2 separate regions of the Mus musculus genome follow, and region 1 is linked to region 2. A link is a contact called in public HiChIP or PLAC-seq data. All regions are on one chromosome and are shown on one strand. Each heading gives the region's core, a stretch centred on a gene start, on an enhancer-like site or on the middle of the called end of the contact. The rest is flanking DNA. Distances are from core to core; before and after follow the strand shown.

Evidence for each region. HiChIP or PLAC-seq counts read pairs in DNA pulled down with a chosen protein or histone mark.
Region 1: a contact with region 2 is called in an HNF4G HiChIP or PLAC-seq map of pancreatic cancer cells. The contact joins two enhancer-like sites. A contact is called at or near these places in 7 of 39 promoter capture datasets (the 3T3-L1 cell line, 3T3-L1-derived adipocytes, the C10 cell line and 4 more), 5 of 484 Hi-C or Micro-C datasets (cortical neurons, nephron progenitors, reprogramming fibroblasts and 1 more), 8 of 115 datasets of contacts at active chromatin or transcription factors (the SCID.adh cell line, bone marrow-derived macrophages, craniofacial prominence and 2 more) and 1 of 9 other capture datasets (pancreatic islet).

Annotation. Positions count from the first base shown.
Region 1 is chr11:22,845,741-22,852,736 of GRCm38.p6, forward strand. All of the region lies in intron 1 of B3gnt2 (UDP-GlcNAc:betaGal beta-1,3-N-acetylglucosaminyltransferase 2), which reads right to left. Among named protein-coding and RNA genes, the nearest start is that of B3gnt2, 10 kb to the right of the region's middle. Within about 2 kb of position 1,826, at least 102 of the 459 cell types and tissues checked have an H3K27ac peak or open chromatin away from gene starts, as enhancers often do. A contact at or near this core is called in pancreatic cancer cells, where this site is marked.
Region 2 is chr11:22,728,451-22,734,802 of GRCm38.p6, forward strand. No RefSeq gene overlaps it. Among named protein-coding and RNA genes, the nearest start is that of Gm40816, 78 kb to the left of the region's middle. Within about 2 kb of position 4,646, at least 33 of the 459 cell types and tissues checked have an H3K27ac peak or open chromatin away from gene starts, as enhancers often do. A contact at or near this core is called in pancreatic cancer cells, where this site is marked.

The DNA.
Region 1 (6,996 bases), core at 576-3,075, 110 kb after region 2:
CCCCATGGAACACGAGCTCACCCTCATATCCTGTCAGCGAGGCCTACACATAGGCATCTGACAAAGTCACTGAAAGCAGTGAAGATAAAGTAGAAGCTAGACCAATAAATACATATAACCTTTTCCTGAAAAAAAAAATGGGAAAGTCACTTACGCTGGTGACTGTGGGCTGGTGAATTACATATAAGTATTTATATTCCGTAAGTCGGCCTCAACCTATTATTACTGAAGGGAACAGGGAGCATAGACTCTCTGGAGTTCGGGGACCTGAGCTTCAGAAATAGTGATCAGTGTCCATCCTGAGCGGAAATCTCAGAAAACATCACAATATTGTTGGAGCCAGGAACTGACAGGCCTTCCCTCTTCAGGAGAATTCTAAGTTACTACAGGGACCAGACCAGTGCAGCTCAGGGCACAGCTGCTTAGATGGCTTTCTCACTGGGGGGGGAGAAGGGCTGTGCCTGGCGTCAAGGAGCTCGAGAAAAGCAACCCCACCCGTTTACAATTCATAGACAAGAGCCCAAGAAAGAAAACCTCTTTATCCTACCAGCAGAACAGAAACCTTCAACCTACAGAGAGTGAAGAGAAATAGCTAACGGCCCAGATCCATTTTCAGAGGTCAGGCAACAGCAGGTGCATCTGCAGCAGAAGTGGTAACCAATGAGCCAGTGCAAGCTGACAGTCTCTGTGCCATCAACCCAAAGGCACCTCTAACCATACTATTGTCCCTTTAACCTGGAGTTAAGGGGAGAGGTCACCAAAGAAGAGCCCCCAGTGAAATAAGCAGAGGCAATTAATGGCACAGCTTTAACTGACAGCAGGGGCCAAGACAGGACCTGAGGGGGTTGTATAGCAGGGCTAATTCTGGAAGTATGGCGAGTGGCAGGGTGCACAAGAACTGGGGTGGGAAGGCAAAGCAGACAGATGGCTCTGGAGCCACCACCACGGGAGTGCATGGGGCTGGTGGATGCAGGGGTTCTCCTAGTTAGAAACTGACTGCTGGTGCTGGGCTGGGCTGCCAGACAGATTACATGTTTTCTTTCACACCTCTGCTTAAAAGTGAAAACAGATAGGCTGCATCACATACAAACAAGAAACAGTCTATGGTGAGTATAAATGCAGTTGGCATGCAGGTACAGTTACAATGTTTCATTGTCTTTGCCCCTGCTTAAAGCATTTGATGCATTACTATCTCTGCCTAGCTCTACCATAGGAATGGTTTCTAACATTTTCCCCTGTAGCATTAGCTGAAAGTGTATACAAAATAAACAGATAAAGATAATTATTACTTTCTTTTTTTTAAAAAAATGCAGTTGGCTTTGGGGTTCACTGAGGCATGTCTTCTGGAAAGCACAGATGGTTTGCCTCCACCAGGCTCTGCTTATCTCCGACTACACAGGACTGTTTCTCTCCTGTCGACCCCTCTAACGGAAAACGTGACAGTGTGCCACCTAACTTTTCCAACCATCTGAATATTTTAGTAAAATGGCAAAGAAGACACATGCTTTCAAAGTCATTTAGCATGGAAGTACTGTGACCTCACCCACCAGAGAGAGGTCAGACTGGCCTCTGCCACTGCATACCCAGAAACACAAGGTCATCCTCTGACCTCCCTCGGACACTCTTCTTCACGCCACCAGAAAAGAACATGTCTTGGTTTTCTCATTTATCATCTTCTCATGGGCTTCTTTCCCGAGTTTCCTACTCTGTCCTTTGCCCAGCACTCTGTCCAGATATTCTCATGTCATTTACCGTTCACAACCAGCTCCCAAGTATAAAGCAATTAAGCTGTGGAGAGCTAATCCCAGTAGGATTGAGCTTTGACCTTTGAACCAGACCTAGAGCCTGTGCTCCTGTGCTGTGTATCACCATCAACATCAAAGAGGACAGAGCACCTCTAATGAAGAGCAGTCTTTAAATCACAGCATTTGTTGACACTTGAAGGGGCATAAAACAATTCTCAGAAAAACCAAGGACTGAGATTTTTATAAAACAAAAGCAAAAAAAAAAAAAAATCAAATTGAGAAAGAAATGACCCATAGCAAATGGTCAACGAGGTACTGAAGCAATGCTGGTCTGGTAACAAGCACCATTCAGGCCATGGCTGGAATCCCCTGGGTGTTTTATGACTCACGAGTTACTCTTGATTAGTTACTTATTCCCACTACAGAATGAAAGATTGGCAAAGGCTCAAACTAGCCCCGCCACAAACATGTTCATGCAATCCTGTTAGAACTTTTAGCCTTCCACTCCCTCCAGTAGCAGAACCTGACAGAAGGGAACAGTACCACAACCCAGGCTCCCCTGCCCTGCAACCAACCTATCAGAGACAGAAAAGGCAATCGGGTAGAGCACCAGGTACAACTGCACTCAACTGTTCACTCAACAACACACACATGCCTTCCCACGGGATTGCAGCCCAACTGCAGAAGGAAACAGATTTCTAATCCAGGCAACCATATAGATTTCCTTATTTACAGAGGAAAACCAAAGTCCCCAGAGGCAAGGGCCTCACTATGCTGAGGTCACCCACAGGGAGAACCAACATGTCACTGTCAACCTTCAGGGAGAATTATCATTGGTGACAAGGTCTTTTTCCACAGTCTATTAATTCTAGTTCAGTAACAAAGTAAACGAAAAAGCTCCATGAAGTTGAACCTCTTGTTCCCCTCACCCACTTTGGGGCAGCTTTATTACTTCTGCCTTTGGCATCTCCTGCACATTTATCTGACTTATCACTCTCTAACGACATGTGTGACAGGACAACAGAACTCTTATTTCTAATCAGTCTGACACTCCACAGACAACAAAGCTGAGGACAAGAAACTCACAGGGCTCCAGGGGCAGAGGAGGAAGCAGGGGGACAGAAAGGGAAGACTTTTCTGCCGTTTTTTCAGGCTGGGTCTTCAACCAGGGGTCGTGAATTTCCTACACAGGGGCAATTTCCTCAAGGGCAACCCTGAGGTCCTGGTCCTCATGACTTACCTCCCAAGTGTGCTGAGGTAGCAAGCAGGTGCAGCCAACCACGCCCAGCTTTTAGGGAAGCTTCCGCTTTCTGATCAAGTCTCTAACAGTGCTTGCGACAATCATCCTTGGATAGATTCATACATGAGCCACCATTTCTCCTCTAGTCCTTGGCTGGCTACTTGCCAGTTCTTTTACGGTGAGTTTTGTCAAAAACCTTTTCTCCTTAATACCCCACTTGCTAATACTAGGACAACATTACCCAGTACCATCCTCAAGACAGTGGAGCTACCTGAGAACACTCTCAGGAAACAGTCACAACTAAGTAGGTCTATAAACAAACACAGGCCCAAGGGATGGGGAAAGGGAGGAAGAAGGCAATTAAAAATTAATAAAAATGCACAAACATAGATTACAGTACTGGACTAGAAACAGAATCCCATTATATAAAGGGTGTAATTGCTTCTGGAAATAAGCAGGCCACTGATCTTGGCTTGGTAATCTTGGTGTAAAGGTAGGCTGGGGGCTGGGTACCCATTTCTATAGATTCATACAGTAAAAGCCAGTTAAAACAGTTAGAAGACAAACTTTAAGTAACTATTAGAATGATCATGACCATAGTGTGCTCCAAGGGCTCTGATGTCCTCTTTAACCCCTAGGAGCAAATGTGTATGTATGTACGTACACACACACACACACACACACACACACACACACTTACTTAAAAGTAAATCTTCTAAAAAATTTCAATTAAGGGATAGAGAGATGGTTCAGTGGTTAAGAACACTGGCTGTTCTTCTAAGAACCCAAGTTCAGTTCCCAGCATCTCATGAGAGGCTTAGCTACATTGTATGTACCTTCAGCTCCAGGCCTTCTGGCCTCAATGGGCACACACATATGTGGCACGCACACACACAAAGTAAAAAATTTAAAAATAAAAATTTTAAATCACCTATGTAAAGTTAGACCTGGTGTCATAGTCCTATAATCCCATCACTTGGGGAGTCAGGAGAATCACAAGTATGTATGAAGACATCTGGACTACCCAACAAGACCGCCTTAAAGCAAACACACAAACAACACAAACCTAAGCTATTCTCAGCACATACTCTATGGGCAAACTCTGTCTTTCTCAATTCTAACTAACTATATTTGGTAATTCCTATGCTCTATGAAATAAAGTTCGAGAGTATCTCAAACACCGTGTTTATTTTAAGTAACCTAATAAATTGCTTTGGGAAGTTTCAACTTCTCCGCTGTTAGGACAGAGGCTTCCAGTAACAAATTTTCCCAAAAGAGAACACGTCCTTGATTACTGTGAAGAAGACACCAAGGGAAATAAGAGACCACAGCCTGAGACTCCACAACTCCTAGACTTACTGTATTACAGTCTCTTAAAGGACAGCTACCTGACTCTTCTACAAACAGGCGTGAGAACTGGGAATGTGACCCAGCTAGATGAGTGCTTGCCTAGGCTGCCAGAAGCCCTGGATTTGATCCTTAGCACCACACATGCTTATGGTCGCATTAGGAGTAGAAACTGGAAGAACAGAAGTTCTTCACTACACAGTAGATCCAAGGTCAGTGTGGGTCAAACAAAGCCCTGGGCACGGAAACCACAGCAGAGCCTGGTGGTGCAATGCAGTAGCAGAGCACATGCCTAGAATATCCAGAACTTGGGCTCCACACTTAGCAAGGCAAAACAGACAAAGATAACGGAACTCATTACTTGGTGTGTTAATTTTAGCCCAGATTTTCTTTAGGTAGAAAATTGTAAATAACAAATGGCACTCCTACATCCTCATTGTGCTCCTTCCAGCTGTAGGTCTAATCAAGGGCCCACAGAATGCATAAGCCAGGAAAATGGTTACCAAGTCTCCTCCCTCACTTTAGGGAGAAACTGGCCCCTAAGGCCAGAAACTTGGCTGAGGTTCTGACTTCTGAGAGAAGCAGGAGGCAGCAAGAAGCAGTATGGAGTAGAGGCATGGAGGGAAGACAGTCATCCCATCGAGCACTCTCAGGGACTTGACCCCCCTCCATCCAGAAGTGCTACTGTCAATGCCTTTGACGGGTCTCTTGCTTCTTAGTTCTACCCCATCCATGAAGGGCCAGGCTCAGTCCCTGCTCTCTGTGGGAACTGTACAATCACCTCCTGATTCTTAGTGCCCCACACAGAGCAGCCCACCCCTCTAAAAGAAGAGAAGATCTAGTCCCCTCAATGTACCTCTCCTCCCAGGTCTGTTTGCCAAACAGAATGGCTCCAGGAAAGCTGAGACTGGCTCTGAGCCCAGAGAGAGGCAGACTACATGCCACACCTCAAGAGCCCTAAAAGATGGATGCCCCCCTAGCACCCCACCAATAAGAACCAAGTATCACTCTTCCCATGCATCCAGTCGCCTCTGCCCTATGGTAAGAGTCCATCCATCCATCTCCTCCCAGACTATTCCTAGGACATCTGGCTCTGGGGTGACACAAACAAGCCACCCTTTCCCTCAGGCCTCACTTCCAATTCCTCTCTACCCTCTTGGATGTTGTTTAGACTTCAATTTACTGAACAGTATCTGCGGACTGTCTTGGCTACAATTTTAAAATATTTGCACATAGATTTAAAACACATTTACCTTCAAAATAGTAATGTATCTTTCTCTGGCCACTCACCAAGAAAAATTAGTATTCATTCAATATATGGGCACACTGAGGAACTGACTGGAAACCCAGTCTCTTTGAATAAGTAATTCCCATCACCTCAGTACTAAATCCCAGCATGTACTACTATTATAGGAACTAGGGCTGCAGCAATCCACCCTCTAGGGCTGAAGGGATTTATCTGCCTCACCCTACCCAGGACACTTCCCTCTCCCCTCGGCTTAGAGCCTGCAGCAGACAGGATATGGGTAGGGTGGGGCAAGAACAGGATTGCCCGAGGCTTCAACACATTACCGGATTTGAAAATTTCCATTATAAAGAGTTTTTTTTTTTTTCCTTTTTAACAGAAGACCCAACAGAACCTTGAGAACAAAAACTCAAAAGAAAACACTCGGTTAAAAATAGGAGTATATTTTTAGTTAAAAATAGGAGATATTTTAAGTTCATTTGAAGAGAGGTAATTCCTTATGTGGCAAAGAATAGTAAAATGGTTGCCTCTCATTTAAACAAGCAAAGCAAACAAGGTACAACTGGTACCTATCAAGGCCTCAGAAAGATGCCTCTGAAACATGGCTGGGCACTCAGCTTGTGCTACAGAGCCTGCCACACTAGCACAGTGAAGGGCTAGAGTCACATTGTATCTTTAACTTGTGTTACTTTTATTGTATCATTTTCTATTGTTTGGGGTTTTTTTTTTTCTGTTTTTTCTAAATATTTCCCATCTTTGGTTGAATTTTCCACTACAGAGCTCCAAGATTAAGAGGGAAGCATCTGTTTATAAACTCACTTTGATCTTTTTTTGTATTAGACAAATAACTCAAATAATTCGATTTTTAAATGTCACTGGGCTTCCCTTGACAATCTAAGGCCAGACCTAAAGCAGACCTAAAGGATTCATTTAAGGGCACAGGCACTTAAAAGCCAGGGATGGACAAGACAGACGTCTGTCGGTCTGTCTGTCTGTCTGTCTCTCTCTCTCTCTCTCTCTCTCTCTCTCACACACACACACACACACACATGTAGTGCATTCCAAAGAGCAATTTCTTAAAATCCTCAACATGAACTCTTAAGTGTGGAGTTCACGGGTCACAGAATCTTCCTAAAATGTCAGGACCTTCACAGAACAGACTTGGAGCATGCGTTCAACCCATGTGTGAATGTGGTCTCAGAGAGCCTGAAGACAGTCTCAAGCAGACCAGGCTGGACTAAAACTCAGAGATCTTCTTGCCTCTGTTGCTCAGAGCTGGGATGAAAGTTATACTCACCAGCCAACCCTAAGGTTTTATTTGGTTGTTTTTCCCTCCCAAGAAGGGCAGGAAATACTGCCCTTAACCAGTTGCCATAGTTACCAAGATGCTCGTCATCAGCCCCAGAGTCAAAAACCAC
Region 2 (6,352 bases), core at 3,396-5,895:
GTGGGAGTGGGTGGTTTGGGGAGCAGGACAGGGGGAGGGTATAAGGGACTTTTGGGATAGCATTTGAATTGTAAATGAAGAAAATATCTAATAAAAATTTGTTTAAAGAAAAAAAAAAGAAAAAAGGATTGGACAAAAGATCTTTGGCCCACACCCATTGTGGGATACACAGTTGTCGTGGAAACTGGCATAGAGCTAGTGATGAACTCTGTCTGTGCCAGTGTCTTATATAAAGCCAGCAGCTGTTCTAAGACTGTATACTGAGCTTCCAAACCTTTCCATGACTGGGACCCAAACCCTATCATGACTGGCTCCTCCAATTGTCATTGCCATAGGCCCCAACCATAATCCTTAGGTCTTCTTATGACTTACAGTAACAAGGGACATTGGGATATTAGGACACACAGATGTTTAGCATGTTCTATGAGTATCTTGGCTTTCTCAAAGGCCTCTTAGGCCTTTCCATCTGAGCTGGCTAGTTTTATGTCAACTTGACATAAGCTACAGTCACTGGAGAGGATGGAGCCTCAGAAGAGAAAATGCCTCCATACGATCCAGGTATAGAGCTGTAGGGCATTTTCTTAGTGGCCAATGGGGAAGGGCCCAGCCCATTGTGTGTGGAGCCATTCCTGGGATGGTGGTCCTGGGTTCTATAAGAAAGCAGGCTGAGCAAGCCATGGGCAGCAAGTCAGCAAGCAACACCCCTCGGTGGCCTCTGCATCAGCTCCTGATTCCAGGTTCCTGCCTTGTTTGAGTTCCTGTTCTGGCTTCCTTCAGTGATGCACTAAAATGTGGAAGTGTAAGTCAGATAAATAAACCCTTTTGTCCCAACTCAGTTTTGGTCATGATGTTTTATCATGAACCATAGGACACTATGCTAATCGCACATAGCACCCCTTTTTATCAGATTATACAGAGGACAAATGACATGGTCAAGGGGAGGTACAAACATTTGTCAGTATCCCCAAGAATGCCTATAATTACATTTACCTACACATAGTGTTGAAAGATACTTTTTCACAGCCTTGTAGAGCCTCATGAATGGTCTACCTGACCACAATATTCCCAAAACTTTTACCATAATGCCAGACCTCTATACCTTATGGGAATTGATTTCCCATCCATATCCCCTCATGTTCACTTATAATTCTCCAATGAGCTTTCAAATCGGTAGAGCACTCAGAAGCCAGCAACATATCATCTATATAGTGAAACCTCTTTGTGGAGAATGGGCAGTGTAATAGAGCCAGGTCCTGGGCTACCATCCCATGACAAATGGTGGGGCTGTGAAGATAACCTTGGGAAAATACTCTGAAAGTCTATTGCTGCCCATTCCATGAAAATGCAAACTGGCCTGAGGATTCAGTGGCAAGGTCCACAGCCAAAAAGACATTTGTTTTGCACAGCCATTCAGTTAGAGGAAAATGTTAGATACAACGCATAAATGGGAGGCACACTTCCTTCTTTACTTCAAAGTCATTCTCTAAGAACCATCTAGCTTCTTTATTGGCCACATAGGACTGCTGAGGGGGCTCTGGGCTAGGCAGAAAGATCCCTACCTTTCTAGCTCCTTGATGGTTTCTGTAATTTTGTCCTGACTCCTAGGTAGCCAACTGTTTTGAGACTTGCCACCCTTCATGTGGTAGGTAAGCTATGGCTTCACGCCTCATCTACACCTACGGAGTTGCCTTTATCACTTGCAATTTCAGCCAGAACTGCATGGCAGTAGTCAGCAGGATGTATCCTATAGTAGAACATCCATCCCCAGATTGTTCTCTCAGGAGAGTGTAGGCTTAGATTTTTTAAAACCCACTTTAATAAGGGTTCTGTAAGGCTGTAACCTCCCAAGGTAGGGGAGGAAGATGGCTAATAAGACAAGGGGGTTGTGGACCCGTATAGAAGTACTTATTTGGGGCAATTCCAGTCTTCATTGTCAGTAGTCCAGTCCCCTAGGAAAACAACAAACATGAATCAGTAACAGCAGCTTGAGCCAGAAGAAACCACAAGGCTCTGTAGATCAACACAAGTCCTCAGAAGTGGCAAGAAGCAGCCAGAACACCATCAGAAGGTCTTTGGTGCAATTCTCTCTATAAAGACACGACAAGCAAAGACCAGCAAGGGAAGCAAGATGAACAAATGCAAGAGTGTTGTTGCCATGCACTCTGGTCGAGTCAGCTTGACAGGCCGAGAGGCCTAAAAGCCACTCATGAGACAGAGAGTTTCACGTAAACTCACTCCTGGAGTCTGGCGTTCTCTTTAACCCATATACTCATGTTCTATTCCCGCATTAGTCTGGTGTATGGATCCACGTGCTCTCTTTTAGTATTATCTTATTATAAGTGCCTTTTAAGATTGAATTCTGACATAGCTAAGCCTTCACCAGTGTTCCAATGTCCTAGAAAGTCCTTGAGCAGACCATGGGCTTGGAATTCAGGAGGAATGTTGCCTATTCAGTGACATTCAGAATTGCCTCTGGTATTACACTATCACTTTGAATAAAAGCTAGGTCACTGCCCTACACAGGAATTTACCATCATCTAGGAAGAAGGAAGTTTCAGACCTAAGGAGAAACCAGAGTAGATACTTAGAATTATCGATAGCTGAGTTACACCCATACATATTTACAATGGCCTAAGGGAAAGGTGGACTATACGATAGACTAAAATAGGAACTATGGCAAGGGCACGAAGCCCTTGACCCTGGCTTCTAAGATCAAGTGAATCTTAGGTGGAACTCTTGTTGATCTCAGTTGTTAACAATGAATTCTATCCCAGGTGGTTCCTGTTAGACCTTCTGTGTTTGCATTCCTCTGTTTTATGTAAGAATCCAGTAACCTCTTTGTACCTTGTGAGTGTGTCACCCAACTTCCTTATTGTCTTCTGTATAAAAAGTTTGATGTTCGATTTGACAAATTACATTCAGATTCTACACAACCTCTCCTGTGTGCATCTGTCTGTCATCTCATCCAATGCTTTGCCCACCTGCGACTAGAGACCCATTCCATGCAGACAAAGGGATCCAGAGGGTCTGCGGCATGTTGTCAGCCAAGACAAGACTTAGTAAAGGCCAGTGAAGACCAGCAAAGAGTTACAAGGTGAACCAATGCCAGAGCATAGTCCACTGTCTGATGGGTTATACTTATACTTACACTCTTTCCAAACCTAACACATCCTCTCAAGCATCCACTCCAGCGAAACATCACATGCCCTCTCACCAGACAACTTCCAGAAAAATACCACATGTCTTTTCTCAGCAAAACATCCTCTCACATATCTGCTTCAGTAAAACATCCTCTCATGGAAGCTGAAGAGGTGTCTCAGTGGTTAAGAGCACTGACTGCTCTTCCAAAGGTCTTGAGCTCAAATCCCAGCAGCCACATGGTAGCTCACAACCATCCATATTGAGATCTGATGCCCTCTTCTGGTATGTCTGAAGACAGTTAAAGTGTACTTACATATAATAATAAATAAATCTTTTTGTAAAAAAAAAAATCCTCTCATAAGACAGCTTCCAGAAAAAAATCACATGACACAACTGAGTATCCAAAGAAACCAGAAATTCCCTCATTCCCACTTCAGGAGAGATGCACACATTTTACTTCTGGGGGAGCATAATTACCCACCCACCCACAGAATGAGTTTAGTTGTTCCTGTAGTTCTACTTGGATTCATGGCAGGGGCAGTACAGAGAGGGTAATGAGACCTGTAACTAAGGTGAGTCCACCTAAACACCTGTTTTCCTCACAATACCTATACACTGTCACTCACTGGCCCTAGTGCTTTGGGGGCTTACTGTGAACCAGTCCACTCCAGTGTCCCCAGAGACTGCAGATTGGGGGGAACTGTCTTAATTACTGTTCTATTGCTATGAAGAAACACCATGGCCAAGGCAATTCTTAGGAAGCATTTATTTGGAGAATTGCTTATGGTTTCAGAGGATTAGTCCATTTTCACCAAAGGCAGGAAGAAGGCAGGCATGGTACTGAGACAGCAGCTGGAAGCTTTACATCCTGACCTTTAGGCATCAGGCCTGAAAGCTCAAAACCAACCCCACCCCCCACCCCCACTCCACCCCCAGTGATACACTTCTGCCATCAAAGCCATACCACCTAATCCATCTTCTCCTTCTCAGTTGCACTCCCTGGAGATTAAGCATTCAACTGTATGAGCCTATTGAGGCCACTCTCATTCAAACCACATTCAATTTAATCAACATGAGGCTTCTAGTGGCCGTGTATGGTACTCACCTGTAGGTCACCTTGCCACCCCTTCCGGGGATAACTAGGAGAGTTCCCATCCTGAGGACCTTCTTCCTCTGTACCAGGTAGTGCAGTGAAAATCACCTGCACCTCACAGTTGCCTGCTCCATATACTGCTATGCTGAATGCTTGCCTGGCCTTAAAGCTCTCCACAGGCCCAGAAACCCAGTGTTTGGCTACCCATCAGCTCTGTCCTTAGAGGCTCCAGCTCTGCACAAGTCCATCCAAATCCATCCAAAACTCTTTCTCCTGTCTCTTGCCTCTCACTTTCTCCTACTGGTGGTCTTAGCACCTCTCAAGTCTAGTTTACAAGCCTAAGTGCTCATCTAAGTCAGTAGGCCTGCCAAAACCTCGCCCACTTTGTACAGGTCATGCCTTAACACCAAGACTGCATACCAGGCTGTGTCCGTGCTGAGTCATTTCTTTCTTAAGTCTCCCATAGACACAGTCCTGTCTGGGCTTCCTACATGCCCAGTTCCCTCAGGAGTATCCACTCTGGTATTGTTTTTAGAGCTGGATTTTCACGGGGACCTCAACTGAAGATTACCCTCTGTCCCTAATTGCTCCGGTGAGCCAATCCATCAGAGACTGATTTCTCTCATATTGTCTTAACTGGTGATGCCTTTGTCTCAAGGAGGGATAGATAGATGGTTGTATTGCTCAGTGCTGCTTCTGCTGTCTCAAGCTGATCCCATTGGCCCCCATGCCCTGAAGCTTCATAAGCTAAATGGCAAAGGGTTCCTTCATTGCTAGAAAGTCTCCCTGATTCCAGCAACTCTAGCGCTGAATGCTTTCTCATTACCAAATACTCTCCTACACTGTACCATTGCTAAAAGCTGAGTCATAGACTTTTTTCCCCCTTTCTCTGTATTAGAGGTTGGACTTTAGGGCTTCCTCTGCCATTTCGAGTTCACTTTCTTTCTCATTGCTACCTAATCCCTGTCGTGGGCTCCAAGTTTTGGATTCAGGGGTGGTTCTATTTTACCAATCTAATGTAGAGGGAGGTGTTGCTTCCCTGATTGGTTCTTGATTGTGTCAATAAAAAAGGCAAAAGCCGAATGCTAGGCAAAAGGAAAAAGGTGGGACTTCCAGGTCCCAAGAGGAAGCAAAGGGATGCAGGAAAAGAGGAGGTTCTTCAGACCAGGCTTAGGGATGAGCTGGAAGCAGCAGACATGTGAGGTCTTTGGGTACCTAGAGTTTGTAGCTTCCGTGGGGTTCAAGGAGATGGTGGGAGCTAGCTGATAAGATTAGGGCAGGAAACTCTTTGCCTAACCATTGAGCTATCTGGCTAATTCTAAAATAATATAACTGTTTACTATTTTTCATCTGCAGAACTAAGGTGGGCAGGAGGAGAAAGAGGGCAGCCGAGCGGTTGTGGTTGTTTGGCAAAGCTAGCCGTGAGGAATGGGCAAATTGGAAGTGAGCCCTGCAGCAGCTGATCTTGGAGCTAAACCGGGAGCAGACGGAGTCAGGCCCAGCTCTCAAGAAGAAGGTAGTGTGAGCTGGTGGGAATGTGATCTCAGAACTAAGCCAAGAGTGTGGTGGTCCTGAGCAAAGGAGCAAACATACATTTTTAAAATTACACACAACAGTCAAATCTGAGTTGTCTTCCCGTTTTGGTGCCCTACCAACAGAAAAAGTCAGACCATCACCTCCATTTCCCCCCGCCACACACACACACACACACACACACACACACACACACCTTTTTTTTATCCAATTGATCTGCTACATATGAGGCCAACACAGAGAAGCCAGGTGCCACCCCAGCTTTGGATAGATCTTTTGTTACCCACAGTAGTGATTAGGCGGATTCTGCAACTGCTTGCTGGTACCTCTGCCCTAGTGTACTACTCCCAGGACCTGTATTGTTCTCTAGACCTTAGGCTGTTCTCAAAGCATCTCTACATCCTCCCGTTGGCTCCTTTCATCATACATCTGTGCCACCTCATACCACCTAGAAGACAACTGCATCCTGGGACTTCCCACACAGCCATCCCTGTTTAGGTGACCTCACCTTACTCACAGGTCTCACTGCCCAGGCCTCTGACACTACTCCCACTGTTGCTGTATAGGAACAAACCACCATGTAAA